Regions from separate parts of the Oryzias latipes genome. Here region 2 is linked to region 1. Evidence: chromatin contacts called from public Hi-C data. All regions are on one chromosome and are shown on one strand. Each heading gives the region's core, a stretch centred on a gene start, on an enhancer-like site or on the middle of the called end of the contact. The rest is flanking DNA. Distances are from core to core; before and after follow the strand shown. Region 1 holds the start of raver2 (ribonucleoprotein PTB-binding 2). Region 2 holds the start of ror1 (inactive tyrosine-protein kinase transmembrane receptor ROR1).

Region 1 (3,196 bases), core at 424-2,923:
AAAAACAAACACTGTACATCATATACATCTGCTAAATTATGTAAACTCAGCTCATATAGTACAAGTGATTGAACCGACATACAGAGAGACAGCAGTACCGTCTGACTGCATAGGTATTGCGCAATCCAAGGTGAGGCTCAGTGGGCTGGTGCCTCATCGCACGTCACTTTTTAGTATCTGAACGGTAAATGCGGAAATTCAGCGATTTTGAAAAGAAAAAACACCCAAAAATGGTACATTTAAATGGAAAATGACTGCAAAGCACAAATTACTGATTAAATATAATAATTGAATTTATTTTTTCTCTTTTCTTCCCATAATGACAGGTGAGGCTGTGCCTCACCTGCCTCTCCTGACTGCACGTCACTGTTGTAGACTGGTCATGACTCCATAGGGTTTTGTGGATATCTGTGCATAGATTGGCATCCAAACATACTCAAGTCATTTCAGTATTGTTATAGAATAGTTGTGTATTTTAAAAAAGATAGATTACAGATTCCTCATCTTTGAACAGACATCATATTTTGCTTTAAGTACAAAAAACCCTGTCTGTGACCTTTTCACTGTGATGTGGATTGGGGGTTACTCTGATCAAAGGATTCAAAGCCGTTCATGTACCATCACTAAGATCCAGCTAAAAAATGGTTGAGCCATTTGGCAACGTGAGATCATTTTCACCCACTGACAAGTGCGATTGTCTGGACTTGGATCTGCCAAAAAGTGCTCCACACAGATGGTGAGGGAGAGAACATGGAGGTTGCTTTCATCGTCTCTTGCAGGCCTCAACACAATCTTGCTCTAAATATTTTTAAACTGGGTTGATGTGTGGATGTTTCCATGTTTGCATGTGAGGGTCGATGCAATCCTCAGAGTGTGACGATGCAGCGTGTTTGTCTGTTAGAGGCACATAGGCATTGTAAGGACTCGGCAGGGAGCTCTCCTCCTCTTGTGCTTGCCAGGAGCAGATTTTTACCCACAGTGGGCAGGCAGGCTCTCTTGGCTGTTAGGTTGGCATTCAATGGATGACTTGGATAGAAAGGAAGGAAAGCACACAGCCATTCATTGTCACATTAAGAACAGGAAGGCTAACTGGCTTTGAAGTTAATGCTTTTTTCTTTTCTTCTCCATTTGTTGAAAAGAAATGTTTTTGCATGGATAAATATAAGAATAGAGCTTCATTTTATACACCTTAATAATCCATTGCTGGGGCAATCATGCATGGACGAAGCAGCGTCCCTGCATGTTTTATGCCTGTTGTCTTTGTGCTTCTGTATCTTGATCCTGCAAACCAAAAGGGGGCAAATGTGTCTGCATGATAATCTCAACTAATCTGCATTGGCTCCCATGCAAACAGTTGGACAGTTGGGGTCGCCAGGAGTCCAGCCTGATATTCAGGGGGATCACGTGAGCCAAAACAGGATGCTTAGATCAATAGTTTGAAATATTTATCAATAAATTCCTTTGTTCTTTTTATTTTATTTTAACAGTTTTTGCATTAAAATCCAGTTGTCTTTAGGGTGTTTAATGTCTTTTCACCAAACGTAACGTAATTGCCGGTAAAATATTTGACACAGTGCCATGATACTGAATTAACCGGCTGGATTATTTGGAAATATTTTTTAAAGTAAATGTTACATATTAAATGAACTATTCACATTATGCATTAACAGTAATCCCCCCGCCCCCATTTTAAATCCTAATTACATTTTGGACGCATTTCCTACACGCGCGCGCGCACTTGAACACACCTCCCACCTGCGCCCGCGTGCGCGCTCTCCGTATCACCCTGTCACTCCCTCGCGCTCCTCACACTTTCCTCTCTGCTACCCAAGATGGCGGCAGCTTCGTCCATCCAGCCGCCGAGCGTTCACCCTTCTCTCGACCAGGACGGCGCGCTTTCGCCGGGAATGGACAGCCCGGAGAGTCGGCAGCCGGAGGATGAGGAGGCAACGGCGGCGGCGGCTGCGGCGGCAGCGCAGCCCTCGGAGCTGGGGATTAGCCTCCGCGACCTGTCGGACCTGGAGCCGGAGGAGGTGGAGAGGAGGCTGTCCAAAACTCGCCTGGAGCTGAGCAACAGGAGAAAGATCCTCATTAAGAACCTGCCTCCCGACACCACCAACCAGGTGCGCGCGCGCCTCTTTATTTTGAAAAGTTGCGAGCGGCACTTTGACTGTAGTTTTGAAGTGCAGGTATCTTTGCAGTTTCTCAACTTTTTTTTTTTTTTTTTGCTATGAACTCAGTTAATGTGCATAAAAGTAGTTCTTTATGGGAGAGTCGGTTATCATAAAGCTAAATGATATTTGTCTCGAGTAACTTCATTATTTTTCGTTTATAAATGTCACAAACCCTAATACAACTACGTAACTTCTCTAATTAGCGTTTCTTTCAGAAAGGGAAAAATACTTTAAATGTATATTTTTAAAAAAAGTTTCTTAAAAGACTCAATCTGACGAAAGTCGTGTTTTTCATGTTCTTGTGGAATTTTTGTGATGATGGAAGACATGTATAAAGAAAATTAAGCATAACACTGCATTTCTCAGTACTTATTTTTTCAAATTGTTTTGAATCGGGAGCAGGTGAAAAAATACCATTTGAAAAAGCCTGTAGCAGTGACGTGGCTGCTGCAGTCCTGGACCACTATGTCCACACTCTGCTCCATTGTGATAAATAAATCCATGTTCACCTTCGTTTTCTTCTGGATCTAAACTGTAAGTCTCAATAGCTTCGATACTGCTCACATTTTTGTTTCACCTCTAATAGTAGATTGAGATTGAGAAGGGGCTGTAAACTAGTGGGAGAGCGTGTGTAAACAAAGGGATAATGGGAACTTAGGGCAGGCTTACTCCGCAGGTAACAGTCAATTCACTTCAATTTTATTTGTATAGCCCAGAATCATAACAACTGTTGTCTCAATGGGCTTGTCCCGCCCACAACTCGGAGGCGAATTTCTGACGAACTCCTGCCGCTCTGCAGAAACTAGAAAATGCACTTTTTAAATATTTTTTTATTTTGTCCTAAAACAGTATAATGGTAATTAAAAGACCACAGGAAATACCTTTAAAATAGATATAACTGTACTTTAGAACTGACTTGCAGCACAATAACGTGTCAAAGTTTATTTTACAAAGTGAACCCTTCTGGAAATATCAACTCCCTTTAAATGGTCTCCATTAGAAGAAGAATGAAGATTTTTTCT
Region 2 (3,196 bases), core at 283-2,782, 220 kb before region 1:
CTTTCAGTCATGACCCTGAGTTCATGACCACAGGTGAGTATTGGAACAAAGATCAACTGGTAAATTGAGCGCTTTGCTTTCTGGCTCAGCTGTCTATTCACCACAATGGACTGGTGCAGCGACCACATAACAACGGACGCCACTCCAATCCCACTGTCAATCTCACGTTCCTGTCTTCCCCCGCTCGTGAACAAGACCCCAAGATATTTAAACTCTTCCACCTGGGGTAGGATCACTCCACCCACCCAGAGAGGAAAAACTACCTTTCTCCGGTCAAGAACCTTGGCCTCATTCCAGCTGCTTCACACTCAGCCACAAACCACCCCAATGCACGCTGCAGGTCCTGGCCTGATTAAGCAAAGAGGACAACATCATTTTATAGGAGCAGAGAAGAAATCTTGTGGTCCCTAACCAGATCCCTCCGGTTCCTGGCTGTGTAAAGAAATTCTGTCCATAAAGACTATAAATAAAAGCGGTGATAAAGGGCAAGCTTGCTGGAGTCCAACATGCACCAGGAACAGGTCCGACTTACTGCCAGCTATGTGATTGCGAACCAAGCTCCTGCTCCGGTCATTCGGAGACCGGACAGCCCTCAGTAAGGCTCCCCGCACCTCATACTCCCAGAGCACCTTCCACAGGACACCACAGGGGACACGGTTGAACACCTTCTCCACATTCACACAACACATATGTACTGGATGAATGAACTCCCACGAACCCTCCAGCACCCTAAGGGGGGTGTAGAGCTGGTCCACTGCTCCGTGACCAGGACCTAAACCACACTGTTGTTCGTGGACCTGAGGTTCAACTATCAAATGAACTCTCCTCTCCAGTACCCTGGCATAGACTCTCAGGCTGAGGAGTGTGATTCCCTGGTAGTTGGAACACACTCTCCGGTCCCCCTTCTTATAAAGGGGAACCATCACCACTGTTTGCCTGTCCAATGGTATAGTTCCTGACTGCCACCCGATGCTGCAGAAGCGTGTCAGCCAAGACACATCCAGACTTGAGGTACTCGGGGCGGACTTCTCCACTCCCAGAGCCTTGCCACTGAGGAGCTCATTGATTACCTCAGTCACTTCAGCTGAGGGTGTCCAACGAATATTAGTCATATCATAATTCAATAAACCCCCCATCAGTTCATGGAATTTACATAAATGTATACCAAGCATTAACAGTCAACATGCATATTTCTTGAAATGTATTTAGCTAAAAATTAGATCAGGTGAAAACAAATCTTTCATGCATTAAGGCAAAGGGGTTAAAACAGAAGAAATACATAAATGTAACTCATAAAAAACCCACACAATGTAAAAAAAATAACTTTTTTTTCTTCTAAAATGAGACAGGTGAGACGCATTTTCTTAATGAGACACTTTCTTATTCCTATATAATGTTGCGAGTGTCATTCACCACGTGCACGCGCAGCAATTACGTTGAACAGGTATATATTTAGTGGCAAGCTTGACAGCGGCTCGAAAGGATGCCCGGCTGCAGTTCCTGCATTAAACACACGATGGCGACCCTGAGTTAATTAGACCCATGTGTTCTTTGGGCACAAGTTTGGAGCAGAAGTTTGTTGGAACGGTTGCGCTCGTGCGGGGAGAGGCACAGTCGGGGCAAAGTGAGTGGGGCTCCACAGAGAAGAGAACGAGGCACAGACCAGGAGCGGCGGAGACTGTTTTCCAAAGACTCCCGCATTTTTCTGACTTAATAGTTCAGGTGCGCCTTTCAAGCAGCGCGCAGTTGATCTGTTTTGGGTCTGTCAGAGAATTTGGGAAGCTCTTGAAGTCAATTATTTTTGCGTAGTTGGATTTTCAGCGCGGGCTGAGTTTGAACGAAGAGCCGGAGGAATGTATCCACGTTGGGTAGCAGTGAGTCTGCGTCTTTGGAGATGTCCAGCCTGCGCACTCTGGATCACCTTTCTCCACATCTCCCTGATCCTGAGCGCGACTGGTGAGTCCTGACACATTTTCCTCCTTCCTTCTCCTTCATCCCTACTTCCACTCATCAAATAAGAATTTAATAAATCAGTTCATCATCCTTTCCCCGTTTCTTTGCCCATTTTCCCTCCCCACTCCCGGATCGTCCTCAGGCTGGCGGGACATCTTTATAAGCTGTTTGCCATCATCATCCAGCCTCTCTTCTCATGCAAACAAGCTTTGGCTTTTAGATTATGGTTCTTTAGTGGCTCTGGGACCTGGCCACGGGGAAAGTCTTGACTCCACTCACAGACAATAGGGGGGCTCTTAACTAGTCAGCTGGGTGTCCATTGTGCGCTGAACCAACCCCCTTAAAACGCAGCAGAACAGGGAATGCATGGCAGGTTATTTATTGTTTTCAAAAAGACTTTGTTTTATATATTAGAGCGAAATAAGTCATTGTTTGACAGAAACAAATCTAAAGAATTTAACAAAAAACAAAAACTTGATTCATTAATAATTCAACAATGAAACCTGTGCATGAAATAAAAATTCTAAATAATAATAGTAAAACAAAACAAGTGGAAACTTAAACCTTTTTCATTCAGAGGTTTTGGCTTTAACTCTTTTGGTGACATCTATCAATTTTGAAAAATTTTGGACAAATGGTTTACAGATGTATCTGTATAAATCTTTTATTTTATTTCATGTTAAATCTGAAGTACACAGTCTTCAAGTACCACTGTCTCAGTTTATGTGCATTTTGATGTGTGTTTATATTTTGCTGTCAGTTATTAGAGATTTAAATGATATAAGACAGTCAAAAAAAAAACAACAATCTCAAGTGCTTCCCAGCCCAGAGCTGCACATGGAAAGCATTTGAAATATTTGTGCTGGCATTTGAGTGTTAGTATCTAATGATCCTCCCAATCCACATGAGAAGTGATGAATCATAAATGTGGAAGATTTTCAGGTTTTGTTTGGATTACTTTTGTCCTCCCTAAATGCATTAGAGCTTCAATTTACATTGCAGCTCTAATGTTTATGCTGCACAGCTTTTTCTGACTCCCATTCTCTCCTTCTTTGTATCTCTGTTCCTTGGTTTGTGGCAGAAGGAAATTTTAATTTGCATACTTGACAGGATAAGTTATACTTCAGAAGTGGTTTAAGGATGTCAAATCCACTTTTCCAACTTTTTCTTTGAAAATTTTTACCAGCAAATAACACATTGATATTGAAATATGTGCTCTGACTATTACAGAACACAAACTATG

Evidence for each region. A called contact is a pair of places that touch in the nucleus more often than the background predicts.
Region 2: a Hi-C map of embryo shows a contact between it and region 1, with 4 times the contacts expected there. The contact joins the promoter of ror1 here to the promoter of raver2 in region 1. A contact is called at or near these places in 3 of 5 Hi-C or Micro-C datasets (all in embryo).

Annotation. Positions count from the first base shown.
Region 1 is chr4:15,910,706-15,913,901 of ASM223467v1, reverse strand. raver2 (ribonucleoprotein PTB-binding 2) reads left to right here and starts at 1,673. Exons shown (of 16, transcript XM_023954321.1): 1 at 1,673-2,123. The coding sequence starts at 1,833.
Region 2 is chr4:16,130,158-16,133,353 of ASM223467v1, reverse strand. ror1 (inactive tyrosine-protein kinase transmembrane receptor ROR1) reads left to right here and starts at 1,532. Exons shown (of 13, transcript XM_020702460.2): 1 at 1,532-1,722; 2 at 1,810-1,956. The coding sequence starts at 1,854.